Linked DNA regions of Rattus norvegicus: region 1 is linked to region 2. Evidence: chromatin contacts called from public Hi-C data. All regions are on one chromosome and are shown on one strand. The core of a region is the stretch at or near the end of the contact, and the rest is flanking DNA. Distances in the headings are between cores, read along the strand shown.

What was found. A called contact is a pair of places that touch in the nucleus more often than the background predicts.
Region 1: a contact with region 2 is called in a Hi-C map of the A7r5 cell line, with 2.6 times the contacts expected there. The contact joins the promoter of Afg3l2 here to the enhancer-like site in region 2. A contact is called at or near these places in 9 of 12 Hi-C or Micro-C datasets (the A7r5 cell line, the Rat2 cell line, Schwann cells and 5 more).

The regions. Positions count from the first base shown.
Region 1 is chr18:63,266,921-63,274,357 of GRCr8, forward strand. It overlaps Afg3l2 (AFG3 like matrix AAA peptidase subunit 2), which reads right to left and starts at 2,080. Exons shown (of 17, transcript NM_001134864.1): 1 at 1,792-2,080. The coding sequence starts at 1,905. It also overlaps a transcript of Prelid3a not described here and the pseudogene LOC134482954.
Region 2 is chr18:63,189,171-63,196,261 of GRCr8, forward strand. Cidea (cell death-inducing DFFA-like effector a) reads left to right here. Exons shown (of 5, transcript NM_001170467.1): 5 at 811-1,210. The coding sequence ends at 952. Among named protein-coding and RNA genes, the nearest start is that of Tubb6, 21 kb to the right of the region's middle. Within about 2 kb of position 2,926, at least 48 of the 93 cell types and tissues checked have an H3K27ac peak or open chromatin away from gene starts, as enhancers often do. A contact at or near this core is called in the A7r5 cell line and Schwann cells, where this site is marked.

The DNA.
Region 1 (7,437 bases), core at 830-3,329, 77 kb after region 2:
CACCTCCAAATGCCCTATGGGGGGTGGGGTGGAGAGTTTAATGCCCTCTGGAGGCTGAGGATATAGCAGTTGGAATGGTTGTCTAGAATGCACAAGCCCTGGGTTTGATGCTCCAACACCACTAATAAACCAGGCACGGGCCACATTCCAACATATAGGAAACAGACAGGAGGATAACATGTTCAAGGCTATCCTGGGCTATATACATTCTGTACAGCAAAGAAAGGCATACCAATTAACTGTAGCTGTCCAAACGAGGACTGTGTCTCAGCGTGCGCTGGTGACTCACTGGGACAACAGTCCCGCTAAGGCCTTTTATGAGATTCAATCTCACAAGGTAGATCCCTGAGTCCAATGTCCACTGATGATAAAAGGGAAGGGATCAGATGAGCAAGGTAAGATGGGAAAATGGTCAAACACTGAACAGATGGCCTAGAGCAGGGCAGTTCACAGTAGAAACGAGGACTCAGACACGAGGGTGACAAATGAGTTTCACAATAAATGTCACAAACAGGCACCCTCAGCCATCTTTACCCATGGCTTCCTCTCTCATATCCACCAGCCTGTGGTGGAAAACAACCAGAAAAGAACACACACACAACCAAACAAAAATTTACACGAGTTGGTGTGGTGATGCACAATTGTAACCCCTACACTTGAGAGATGGAAGAGAGGATCAGTAGGTCAAGGCCAACCTCAGCATGAGGAATGTTTGAGGTCAATTTAGGGGTTTCTTGTTGTTTCCTGTGTGGGGAAGAGTGGGTTGGGTTGGGTTTTGGTCACTGTTCATTGAGTGTTAGGATGTAAAGTCTACTTACTAACGGTTTACGACCACATTAGGTACTGAAACAATCTAGAAATGAGCGGATAAGCGAAGAGCCAGCATGATTAGGAGGATCGGGTGGGAGATCCTGGAGGCTAGCCTGGGCTATACAGTAAGACCTCATCTCAAAAATCCCCAAACAAAACATAAACAAACCAAAGCCCATAGGAGGGCATGCATCCTTTAAGTTTGGTAAGGGTCCATGCATTAATCCCCTCCAGAAACTGAAAGGCTGCTGTATTATTACCTCTAGCTTCTAAGTGAAGAGGCTAGACTAATCACCTCAAAGACGCTGGACAGTAAGTTGTCTAGCCAGGTTCAAGCAACCAATCACATTTCTCAACCGCCATGCTATGTACCTCCGGGTAAAACCTATGCTGGACTGGCACACAGCAAGAAGCTGTGTCATGGTCCTGCCAACACAACACAACATCACTTCAATAAAAGGTACTAGGTAGTTAGTGTGTGGCCCTACAAGAGCAGCGAAGCCTCCGGATAGGCGCTGTTATGCAACTAAATACATAGGCCCTAACCTGAACTATATATATATATATATATATATATATATATATATATATATATATATATATATATATATGAATGACACCAGTGGCATTTGTATTCCGGATGCCAGCAACGGCCCTCCAAATTCAACAGATGTTCGGAAAGGGAAGTTCCACAGCCCTCTCTCTCCCCTCCAGCTCGCCGGTGCAGTCCACTCGACTGTCCTTTTCCAGTGGCACGAAAGCCAACGAGACCACGGCAGCGAGTAGCAAAGCAGAGGCGTGACCTTCCCGGGCTCAGAGCGCCACTCACCACAGCGCGGTCCACAGGGCCCCGGGGTCAGGAGAAATACCACCCACGGGGACCAGGAGACTCAGGCCGTCACGCGTCCCCGGCCGGTGACCTTGACACCTGCGCCCTAGCCGGAAGCTGGCCGGAGGGAGCAGCAGCGACGCGGGACTCACCGTACGGAGGCAGGGCCGCCGGCCGGGACCCAGGCAGCCGCTGGGCACGAGCAGGGGAGGAAGGCCGCGACGGCAGCCGCCCCGACCCCACAGCAGCAGGCAGCGGTGAGCCATGATGGGCCCGGCCCGCTCCGGGGCGCGCGCAGGGACCGAGCCAAAGCCGGCGGTCGGCAACCCTCAGCTTCCGCAACTTATCCGGGAGCTGCGCGCCACCGGCGCAGGAGACCCGCGGCAGAACGCGAACCCACGCTCCACGCGCGCTCGTCAGGCCCCGCCCCAGCGTGCGGACGTCGACGTGCCCTCCAGGCGGCGGACCACGCTCTCGGGTAGGGAAGGGGTAGGACTGGAGGCCGGAGTAAAGGAAGAGTGGAGCGGGGGTGAAGGGCGTGGCCTACTAAAGAACTGGAGGGGCGTGGTTGGGTGAGCCCAAAGGAGGCGGGTCAGAGGAGAAATAGTTGATGGCGGGGCTGGGCGGGGCTGGGGCGGAGTTGGAAGACTGTGGTGGGGAGGGGCTGGCGGTGGTAGCAAATGAGAGCTTTGGAGGCGAGGTCAAGGCGGGGTAAAGCTGGTGCGAAGGGCAGTGTGGAGGCGGGCAGGAGGCGGGGCCTAAAGAGGATCGGCACAGGAGAGGCGGGTCTGAGGGAGGGACCGAAGAAGGAAAGCAGGAGGGGCCAAATAAGGAGAGCAAAGGTTCGAGGGCGGACCTTAAAGAGTTGACCCGAGGCTCTATGGAAAAGGACCATTTTTCATTCAGGACTAGAGACCACTGGTCTTGTTTGACATTTTAGCATTCATCTCTGACTACTTACCGAGTAGTTAACTGATTGCTCACTGACGGGCATGAGGCAAGTTCCGCAAAGGCCAAGACATCTACTTACTTATTTTCTCCTGGTGCTATTTGGGACAGGCTCATAGCTCTGGCTGTCCTCAAACACTACTGTGAACTGAGGTTGTGTTAAAGATTCTGCAATGCTGAGTGACTGGTCAGAACTACCTGATCGTGAAGAGTTGGGGTGTTGCAAAACCAGAGCCAAATTGTCTCGGGCTGTGTTTAGTCCCTTTAATAACCCCAAGCATTATTCATCCTCGTGTCTAACCCAGCATCACAATGACTAAACTAAACCTAGTTGATATTTATAGAAAATTTCCACATGACTTGCATGTGTGAATGCCTAAGTTCAATTCCCAGCACCACAGACAAGGACAGAAAAAGAAATTTCCTGGGCACAGTATTTTCAGGTTTATTTACCCAGACAACCATGAATCATAAGTAGTGAGACCCTACAATGTATACTTGCTAGCCACAACAGAACCAAACCAGAAATCGGGATCAGAGAAAGACCAACAGTGGGGCTGGGTGATGACTCAGTGACAGGTTTCCATAAAGAAGGCTCATAGTTGTTCCTTTGGGTCTAACCTTCCCTTCGACTTTCTCTTCACTACTATACCCTTTTGCCCCAATCTCCCCTTCCACGTTGCTCTACTGTCTGCACCACCACCTTCCCTCAAAGCCTTTTTTTGTCCAGTTTCATGGCTGCCTTTCTGGATTCCTAGCCTTAACCCTTGTTTACTTCCAGAATATTTCACAGAGACTAGGGGCCACATATGAGGGAAAACGCACAGTATTTGTTTGGATTACCTTGATTAATGTTTGTCAGTTCCATCCATTTTCCTGCAAGTTCCTTCCTTCCTTTCTTTCTTTTCCTTTTTTCCCCTTAGTTTGTTTGTTACCAACAGTGTGCTTTTAAGCAACCCATGTGTCAAAAGGAAATTGAACGTTAGGAATCATTTTAATATAAATAAAAATAATAAAACATCTCATCTCAGAGAGAAATTGTAGATGAAGTGAGAGCTGTAATTACATGGATTTTTTTTTTATTACACTTACAGGTTTATGTTAGATCAGTGTCCTCAGCTTCCGCTCTAGGCAAAGAAACTGAAGTGAGGCTCGGAGATGTGGCTCAGTCAAATGTATTTATAGTTTATAGAACGACTTGGGCTCGATTCCTCCGTGCACACAAACTGGACATGATAGCACACACCCGTAATCTCAGCACTTAGGAGGGAGAAGCAGTAAGGTCAGGATTTCAGGGTCATCCTCAGCTTTGTCACCCTCACATACAGGAGATGCTGCCTCAGATAAGTAAATGAGTAAAATTACAGCAGAAAGAAAAAAAGACATAAAGGCAGATCCACAGGGGCTGGAGAAATGGCTCCGTGGTTAAGAGCACTGCCTGCTCTTCCAGAGGTCCTGAGTTCAATTCCCAGCAACCACATGGTGGCTCACAACCATCTGTCATGGGATCTGATGCCCTCTTCTGGTGTGTCTGAAGACAGCTACAGTACATTCATATACATAAAATAAATAAATCTTTTTTAAAAAATCATAAAGAAGAAGGGGTCAAATGGAGGGCAGACCCGCAGTTGCAGCATCAAGTGGGTGGCGGGATGGTTTTCGAATGTGGTGTTATGATGCTACAGGATTCAGTAAACTGGAGTTAATGCGAGATGATACAGTACATGAAACTGAAGATGTAAAAGAAGCCATAAGAAGGCTTCCTGAGGACCTTTATAAGGACAATGTTTCAAACGAAGAGAGCCCTAGACCTGACTGTGAGGCATCAGATCTCGCCTAAGGACCAGTGGACAAAATATGAGGAGGACTAATTCCACCTTGAACCCTATCAGAGAGAGGTTATTCAGGAAAGAAAGGAGAGAGAAGAGTGGTCTTGTAGTGATCTTGTAGTTAAGATCTGTGGGTGCGCCTGGCCTCCCCATATCTTTATGAGGTTATTTCAACCCCAATCACAATTTAAGAATTATTTGCTGGGGTTGGGGATTTAGCTCAGTGGTAGAGCGCTTGCCTAGCAAGCGCAAGGCCCTGGGTTCGGTCCCCAGCTCCGAAAAAAAAAAAAAGAAAAAGAAAAAGAATTATTTGCTCTACATATGTCTCACTTTAAATACATGTCTATTGTAACCGGAAGAAGGAGGAGAAGAAGGAGAAAAAGAAGGAGAAGAAGAAGATGAAGAAGAAGATGATGAAGAAAAAGGAGGAGGAGGAGGAGGAGGAGGAAGATGAAGAGGAGAAGCTCCATAGAACATGAGAGCTCATAGCCTTAATCTCGGCATTGTAGAAGCAGTGGCAGTTGGATCTCTGAGTTCCCAGTCAGCCTGGTCTGCATAACGAGTTCCTGAATAGTCAGGGCTGCACAGAAAAATCCTGTTTCACACCTCCAAAAAATGTATAGAATTGAATCTTTAATAAAAATAGTGAAAATGCCTACAACGGCAGGGTGGGCCGCTCAGTGGCAGAACACCACCTCTAACGTGCTCACGCTTCTGGTTCCATCCCAACATCACAGAAACAAATAAATACGATTGGAAATGAAAGTGGGTCACTACCATCAGCCTAAAGATGTAAATGTTCTAAAAGAAAAAACAAAAACTCGGCAGAATGATGGTAAAAGTACGGTTTTAAACAATCAAATACAAGAGAGATGAACAAGTCCGCTTTCTTTTCTTTTTAAAAAAAAAGGTTTATTTATTTTATGCATACACTGTAGCTGTCTTCAGACACACCAGAAGAGGGCATCAGATCTCATTACAGATGGTTGTGAGCCACCATGTTGTTGCTGGGAATTGAACTCAGGACCTCTGGAAGCGGAGTCAGTGCTCTTAACCGCTGAGCCATCTCTCCAGCCCCACAAGTCTGCTTTCTTATATTTAAACAGAACAAGTCCCTAGGACTAAAGGAATTTAAATAGAAACAAGTTTTTAATGGACTGCAAGAGATTGAAGCAAAAATTAAAAACATTGAAACTTTTAAGTCTTTTTTTAAGATTTATTTATTTATTATATATAAGTACACTGTTGCTGTCTTCAGACACACCAGAAAAGGCATTGGATCCCATCTCTCTATCCCAATTTCTTTATTGTATGTGTATGAGTGTTTTGCTTGCATGTTTGTATGTACATCACATGTGTGACAGAAGAGAGTGTTGGGTCCCCTGGAACTGGACCTCCAGACACTTGTGAGCTGCCAGTGAGTGCTGGGAACTGAACGGGGGCCTCTGTGAGATCCACAAGCGCTCCTAACCACTGAGCCGTCTCTGCATTTTAAGAAAGAAAATCCAGGATGTCTTAGTTGGAGTCTTATTGCTGTGAACAGACACCATGACCAATATAAGTTTTATAAGGACAACATTTAATCGGGGCTGGCTTACAGGTTCAGAGGTTCAGTCCATTATCATCAAGGAGGGAACATGGCAGCATCCAGGCAGGCCTGGTGCAGGAGGAGCTGAGAGTTCTACATCTTCAACCCAAGGAAGCCAGGAACAGACTGAGCATCCCCAGGCTGCTAGGAGGAGGGCCTCCAAGCCCACTCCACAGTGACACACTTCCTCCAACAAGGCCACACCTTCTAGTAGTGCCACTCCCTGGGCCAAGCATATGCAAACCATCACACAGGACCAGGTGACTTTTGTGGTAAATTTTACCAAGCAATTAAAAAAGACATTAACTTTAAGCCAGGAGTGGTGGTACACACTTTTAATCCTAGCACTTGGTCTGAAGAAGCTAGTGAATTCTTGTGAGTTCAAGGCCAGTCTGGTCTACAGAGTGAGTTCCAGGACAGTCAGGGTTGTTACTCAGAGAAATCCTGTGTGTGTATGTGGAGGGCTGGGGGTGGGAGGCGGTCATTAACTTTAATCTTTGACAAAGTGTTTAAAGAAGAGAAGAGAAAGGGATTCTCTAACTCTTTGATTACTGGCACCAAAACCCAGAATACAAACAATAATCTTAGCCAACATATCTTACAGACAGCTATGCACGAGAAGCCTGAACAAAATTCCCGAAAACTAAACACAGAGTTAGGCGCACTCTTACATATTTAAAATACACATCATGACCAAGTGAGATTTACTTAGAAATGGAAAGTTGGTGAGGGGGGATGTCAGATCAATAGAATGATGAGAAAATTGTACAATCATATCAGTTGATAGAGACAAAGTATTGGCGGACACGCACCTAGCACCATTGCGTGATGAAAACACTCGTCACCCTGGGACCAAATGGGACATTCCTTAATTCGATTAGAAAAGATAACTGTGGGAAAGCCCAGTTAGCATCCGATTCAGAGGTGAAAGACTGAACGTCCAGTGAGACATGACTTCATATTTACCATGACAGGCAGTAAGTATGCGCAAGATGAGGAGAAGCTGGGCTGGGGATTTAGCTCAGTGGTAGAGCGCTTGCCTAGGAAGCGCAAGGCCCTGGGTTCGGTCCCCAGCTCCGAAAAAAAGAACCAAAAAAAAAAAAAAAAAAAAAAAGATGAGGAGAAGCTGAAACATCCAGGCAGGAGTGTCAGGAGTGTTGCTGCTATGGAAAGATGCGAGCTGTTCTTCCAAAAGCTGAACGTAGTCGCTGCATGACAATATGGTGTCCCGAATCCCCACCCTATGCCAGTGCCTTGTCTTCGTTTGGGCTTTATGGTTGTTGCTGTCCTGGAGCTCACTTTGTAGACCAAGCTGGCCTGAAACTCAAGATCTGCCTGCCTCTGACGCCCAAGTTCTGGGATAAAAGATGTGAGCCACCACTACCGGGTCAACTGCAACTCTTCTAAAGAAAAATACTTCACCGGGGCTGGTT
Region 2 (7,091 bases), core at 1,676-4,175:
GTGGTAAGTCATTTGCCTGGCGTGTTAGAGGCCCTAGGTCCAATACCCAGCAAGGGACACACCCATGCTGGCACCACGCTCGCACCACGCTCGCACCACGCTCGCACCACGCTCACACCACGCTCGCACCACGCTCGCACCACGCTCGCACCACGCGCTCGCACGCCATGGGACCTGGCCCAGACGTTCCGCTGATGTGAAAACTGGAGAGAAAACTTCGGAGACCAGGAAGAGAATTAGAACATGAGGAAACACTTTTTGTTGGACCTAATCTGAAATGAGACTAGTTCAGTCTCGGGACTTCAGAGGCTAGGACAGGGCAAAGTGTCCTCTTGTTGTGAGGAGCAAGTTGAAACACCCCCAACGACCTAGCCTCCACATGCCCTATCAGAGGATCATAATTCTGGTTCTTTCAACCATTTTCCTCAGTTTTACTGGTCTTGTCACCTTGACCTTGGGGTTGTAGGAGCAAGCCCCTCACAGTCACCTGGCTGCTAGAATCCTCGGATAGCAAGCACATGCTCTGTGCCGAGGTTCTGTGGGAGTTTCTACTTAGGCAGGCCCCTGCCAAAGTTGCTTGAGGGCCCTGTCCCCAGTAGGTGGCGCTGGAGAGTACTGGCAGCCCACCAGGGAGCAATCAGACACTGTGTGCTTTGAAAGTGGTATTACATGGATGCCGCAACTCCCAACATGATTGGTGCCCCCTTGGAGCTTAGTAAGGTGGGGTGGGGTAAGGCATTCCCATCATTCCATCTCTGGCCAGCCCAGAGAATCGCACGCCTGATGTGTCTTTCTCTTGCTTTCTTGCAGGAGTCTGCTGCGGTTCGCATCCTATGCTGCCCAGGTGACCGGACAGTTCCTGGTTTATGCGGGCGCTTATGTGCTCCGAGCACTGGGTGACACAGAAGAGCAGCCATCCCCCAAGGCTAGCGCCAAAGGCTGGTTCATGTAATCAGATCACAGATACAGAGGTCCAGGGACCCAGCTTTCACGCAAATTCTCTACCATCTGTTACAGGCTGTGGGATGTCAGAGGAAGGAACGGGGTTTGGTGGTGGTACCCAGGGCAGGACCGAGCAGCAGGATTCCCGCAAGAGAAAGGAGGCAGATGGGCCTTTCAAGAGCTTTAGGAAGCGACTAACAGCAGAGTGTCTGGGAACATACGAATCAGTCTCTTGCATATTGTAATAAACCAAACACAAGACTCGCCATTAATACTTGCCGTGCTTCCTTGCAACTGGTTTGTCTCTCTGGAGAGGACCACTCACACAGAACGAAAACCAGAGCCAAAGACAGAAAGATAGATACCACTGCTGTTTGATCTTTCTTTTTAACTTTATTATATTATTTGGCGTGTGTGTATGTGTGTGTGTGTGTGTGTGTGTGTGTGTGTGTGTGTGTGTGTGTTTACTTGTGTGGTGTCTATGCAACATGTGCATGCGCTGCCCCAGAAGGCCAGAAGAGGGCGCCAGATCTCTTCAGAGGAGTTCTAGACAGTTGTGAGTGGGTGCTTGGAATGGAACCTGGGTCCTCTGGAAAGCCAGGGCTCTTAACCACTGAGTCATTGCTCCAGCCCCATTGTTGTTTAATCCTTATCAGTACTCAGTGCAAAAGTAACAAGCCTGGATTATATTTGATTTACTTTTTCCCACCAAAGAATCTCTGCCTCTCTCCTGTGTGTGTATACATATAGTGTGAGTGCAAGCACACGGGTACCATGGCATATGTGTGGAGGACAAAGGACGACCTGGGGGGGGGGGGGTCAGTCCTCACCCTGTTTAGAAAGCCACACAGGCTAGCACACACTTCTGGGGATTCTTGGGTCTCCACCTCCAGCTGGCCGTAGGAGTGCTGGGATTGTAGATCCATGGTACATGTAAACCAACGGTTCTCAGCCTTCCTAATGCTTCAACTCTTTTTTTTTTTTCTTTTTTTCGGAGCTGGGGACCGAACCCAGGGCCTTGCGCTTGCTAGGCAAGCGCTCTACCACTGAGCTAAATCCCCAACTCCGCTTCAACTCTTTAATACAGTTCCTCATGCTGTGGTGACCCCACAACCACCATAAAATTATTTCTTTGCTGCTCCATAGCTGTAACTTTGCGGCTGTTGTGAATCCTAATGTAAATATCTGATAATGCAGGATGTCTGATAGGCCACCCCTGTGGTAGTCTCGACCCACAAGTTGAGAACCACTGATTTTAAGTATCAGCCTTACGTGGGTTCTGGGGATTCAGACTCAGATCTGCAATCATATACAGCAAGCCCTTCATCTACGTGCTATTTTCTGCCCCTGCCCCTGCCCCTGCCCCTGCCCCTGCCCCTGCCCCTGCCCCTGCCCCTGCCCCTGCTCTCGCTCCCAACCCCGCCCCCGCCCCCGCCCCCACTCCCACCCCCCACCCCCCGCCTCTGCCCCTTTAAAGGCTTTTAATGAGTCCCAAAGTCCCTAAAGCTTAAGGACCTGCATAAAGGGCTTTCTGGGGGTGGCCGGTAGTTTCAGCTTTGCTTCTAGAAAGCAACAGAACTATGAGAACTCGCGTTGGAGGCAAAGTGTTGCCATGCTGCCAAGAGAACCTTTGCGGCCAAGAGCCAAGCTCTGCCTATCACCGGCCAAGGCAAAAGCCCTGCTGGCTGTGGGTTCTCGCTGATGCTCAGCTGGGTGTAGGCCCTCAAAGCGCCTTGTGAGAAGCCTGTTTCTCACCTGGTTCTTCCTTTGAAGGGAGCTTTATCACTGGGTCACCGTGCTCAAAAGAAAGCCAGTGAGTGTCGCCCTGGGCCTCTGTGTGGGAGTCTCTGTGTCTCTCCTACCCTGTCATCAAAGCAGGGAGTAGACTCCCCAGAGGAAAAGAGGTGCGGTCCCCTGACTGAAGAGTAATAGTCCCCGGGAGAGACACATCGGGAGACACATCTGCTCCTGTTAGATCCATCCTGTTGAGTCAGCCTCTTCCCTAGCGGTGACTTTGCTGATGAGAACTGTGGTCCAGAGGCCTATTCTCACTCTACTGAAAAGACACTAAGACTAGGAGTCCCCCTGTTCACCATCTCACTCGCGTGTACACACACACACACACACACACACACACACACACACACACATATACGGCGCGCGCGCACGCGCGTCCTTGGATGTCAATCCTATAAAAGGAGCGGGGTGCGGGAGCTCTGCAGTGACAGCCCAGGAGGGAAGGGGGTGGGATCTGAATGGGCGGCCTCAGAACTCAGTTCCCCGCCCCCCCTCGGGTTCGCATCACTTCCCCAGGATCCCACCCTCCTGGGAAGCCACAGCCTGGCTTCCAAAAAAGGAATTTTCACTCCGGATTGCTCCTGCTGAGTCAGCCACTTCTCTGACTCCCATTACTCAGTTGCCAGCGAGAGGGGCTTGTCCTTCTCCTCGCAGAATGCGAGTCAGGGAGGGTGGGGGAGTGAAGGATGCCACCAAGGGAGACCTGGGGAGGGACCGGGCTCCCTGTGAGAAGGGACTTGTGGCCAGGAGGACCACCTGGCTCCGAACAGGTGGTGGTCTGCCCGCTTTTGACTCCAGCTAACTGAGTGAGTCAATGACCCTGAAAGGTCAGCTTCTCCCAGAATACTCAGAGACAGGAAGACCTGCTGGGAGGAAGCCACAAAGATTGGTATTGTGTCATCAAAGACTCCCTGCAGAGGGCTCTTTAAAGAGCCTTTGAAGCTGTGTGTGGTGTGGTGTGGTGTGTGTGTGTGTGTGTGTGTGTGTGTGTGTGTGAGAGAGAGAGAGAGAGAGAGAGAGAGAGAGAGAGAGAGAGAACAGTTAATAATCACCCTATATAGCTATATATGGGAGGGCCTTAGCAAGACACAGCTCTTTCTCTGGGTCTAATTGGGCAGCCGTTTTTCCAAACGTAACACTTTCACTTTAATCTTGGTTTTTCTCCCACCAAACATCTTGGAGAAAAGCAGGAGCAGGCAGAACTGGCTCAGCAGGAGAAGGCCGTGCCGGGTGTCTGGTGCTAGCCCACTCCTTGTCAAGAGCTGTGTATCCTGGATGATGAATAGAGACAAGCACACGAATTCTAATTTGTGTCTAGAATAACAACTCAGGGGGGAAAAAGAAAGAAAGAAAGGTTCTCATGAGCTCAGAGTTCATGACCCTGACACTATGTTGATCTTGATATTCCTTTTCCCCATATTTTTACATTTTATTTTATGTATATGGACGTTTTATCTACATGTATGTATGTGTACCATGTGTGTGCTTGGTGCCCATAGTGGTCAGAGGAGGGTATAAGATCACCTGGAACTGGAGTTACGGATGGTTCTGAGCAACTCCATGGGTGCCGGGAACAGAACCCAGGTCCTCTGCAAGAACAAGACTCTTCCATGAGCAGAGTCCCATGAGCCTCACCTTGATGTTTCTAAGTGGATCTCTTTCTTCAGACAAACTAAAAACAGCTGCCTATGCCCACTGTGGCTGTCCCCATATACACAAAGACATGCCAGTGCCTCTACCGTGTGGCCGGTGGCCTGATCCCAAGTGTTTTGCCACAGTGGGGTCCATGTGTCATCCAAACTCTAAGAACATAGAATGAAGTAGTCCATAAGTTATTCCCTCATGGCCAAAGCCAGGCTCCAGTGTAAACCCCCACTGCAGGAGCAGAATGTGCTGTCCAAGCCTCTATCTGTAAAATTAGGATTCAACTTAAGTGGCCCAGAAATTCCATTCCTGGAAAACTCACTTTGCACAAAACTTATCTTTATCACCACCACCACCATCATCATCACCATCATCATCATCACCACCATCATAATCAACATCATCATCACCACCATCATCACCGCCATCATCATCACCACCATCACCACCATCATCACCACCACCATCACCATTATCACCATCACCACCATCACCACCACCATCATCACCACCATCATCACCATCACCATCACCACCATCATCATCATCACCATCACCATCACCACCACCATCATCACCATCGTCATCATCACCATCATCATCGAGATGGTCCCATTACATAGCCTTACCTGATCTAGAACTCACTATGTAGACCAGGCTGGCCCCAAATTCACAAAGAACCCCCTGCCTCTGCCTCCTGAGTGCTGGGATTAAAGGTATGCTGCACCAGCATGGTGTTTGCAGAAATTTTCAATGTGAGCATCATGCCTTTGGTTGGCAGCATCTGTCCCTGGGCCACACACAATTCCTCTGCCACTCTTATCCACTCTTTGTAAAACAATTGCTTCCCACGAGACACACAGGCCACCCCCCCCCCAAAGACACCAGAGCCTACAGCTGGGGCTCCTCTCATCCAAGTTCTTCCTACTCACACAGCCACAGACTTCCTGCTCTTTCTTTTCTTTTCCTTTTTGGGGGTGGGGTGTTTTGTTGTTTGTTTTGTTTCAAGACAGGGTCTGTGTAGCAGCCCTGGCTGTCCTGGAACTCACTCTGTAGACAGGGCTATTGTTAGTGTTCCTTCTAGACTATGCCCAACAGTTACCACCACCACCTCTCCCTCTCTCCCTGTCTCTCTCTTCTCTCTCCTCTTTCTTCTCTCTCTACCCTTTTTGCTGCCCTCTCTCCTCTCCTCTCCTTCCTCTCCTTCCTCTCTCTCTCTCTCTCTCTCTCTCTCTCTCTCTCTCTCTCTCTCTCTCTCATATTTTGACGTAAGTTGATCGAGGGAGTTTCCGTCAATCAGGATAGGAGTCGGTCGATTCCTGGACCTGGGACCATGAACTTAGTGTGACCCCGACAGCGAGATGGAGAAGTTGTCCCTGGGGTATCTGGACTCAAACAACTTTCTCCTTACAGCAGAAGCTGTTCAGCTACTGGAAGTCCCCAGCTCCCCTAGGGCCTGAGACCTTGAATTTACTTTCTCCCTATAATTAAATGGAGTCTGCAAATGAAATGGTAGTACTTAGAATACAGTTCTTTTGCTTGTTCCCAACACCTAACAGACTGTCACTGCTGTCTCTCCCGTTCTGAGTCACCTTCGTCCCAGGGTGGGGTGGGTGATGCAGGAGGACTGACCTTTCTAAGCAGTTCAAGGAGAAGGGGATTTTGCACGTTTGAGCCAGGACTCACAGAGTCACTGTGGAGGGGCTCGACCTGGACCACAAGCTGAGCTCTGCTTCTGTAGATTCCCATGGCTGCATGAGCTGTAGGTGCCGTTGTTGTTGTTGTTGTTGTTGTTGTTGTTGTTGTTGTTGTTGTTGTTGTTGCTGCTGCTGCTGCTGCTGCTGCTGCAACTACCCTGGGCACTGTTTGTCTCTCTTGAACCAGGAACGTAAAGAGGAGAGTTTTGCTTCCAGAGTAAACCGAGAGCCTTTCATCATTGCTCTCGGATTGTTATCTTCCCCCCTCCTGGTTCAGGTCTTCAAAACAACTCAAGTTCCACACAGCAAGGCCCCCAGCTTCCTGAGTGAGAGCCTTCCTTCCAGCCCAGGAGTTCGAAGCCAGAGAATTTTAAAACTATCTTTTTGAGCAGAGCATGGTGATGTGCACCACACTTAATGTCAGCACTCAGAAGGCAGAGGCTGGTGGATCTCCGAGAGTCTACATAGTGAGTCTGTGGTCCGCACGGCAAATTCCTGTCCAACAGAGTTACACAGTGAGGCCGTACCTTAAAATATATAATTTTTTTTTTTGCTTCTTTTTTTTCGGAGCTGGGGACCGAACCCAGGGCCTTGCGCTTCCTAAGCAAGCGCTCTACCACTGAGCTAAATCCCCAACCCCAAAATATATAATTTTTTAGATTATAAAGTATTTACAGACTTGATAACTGTATTTAATATTGAAACAAGACAGCTAAGGTCAATATTATGATCGTTCCACTTGTGAGGAAACCTTTAGGCCTGGAACCTGGGTTCGCCAGGACACACGTGAACGCGGTTGGAACCACACCAGGGCTGCGGACACCTACCATTCTCCCTTGGCCTCCAAGATCAAGCTGGTGTTCTAAGACAGAGCTGACGGAAGCTTGGTCAATAGACACTGTAGACACCTTTTCATTCTCACTGAGGAGAAGAAAAAAAAAACAACAGAAAAATTTGATGTCTTTTAACATACCTTACCCATCTTTCCTCCCTAAAAATGAAAAACAAAAA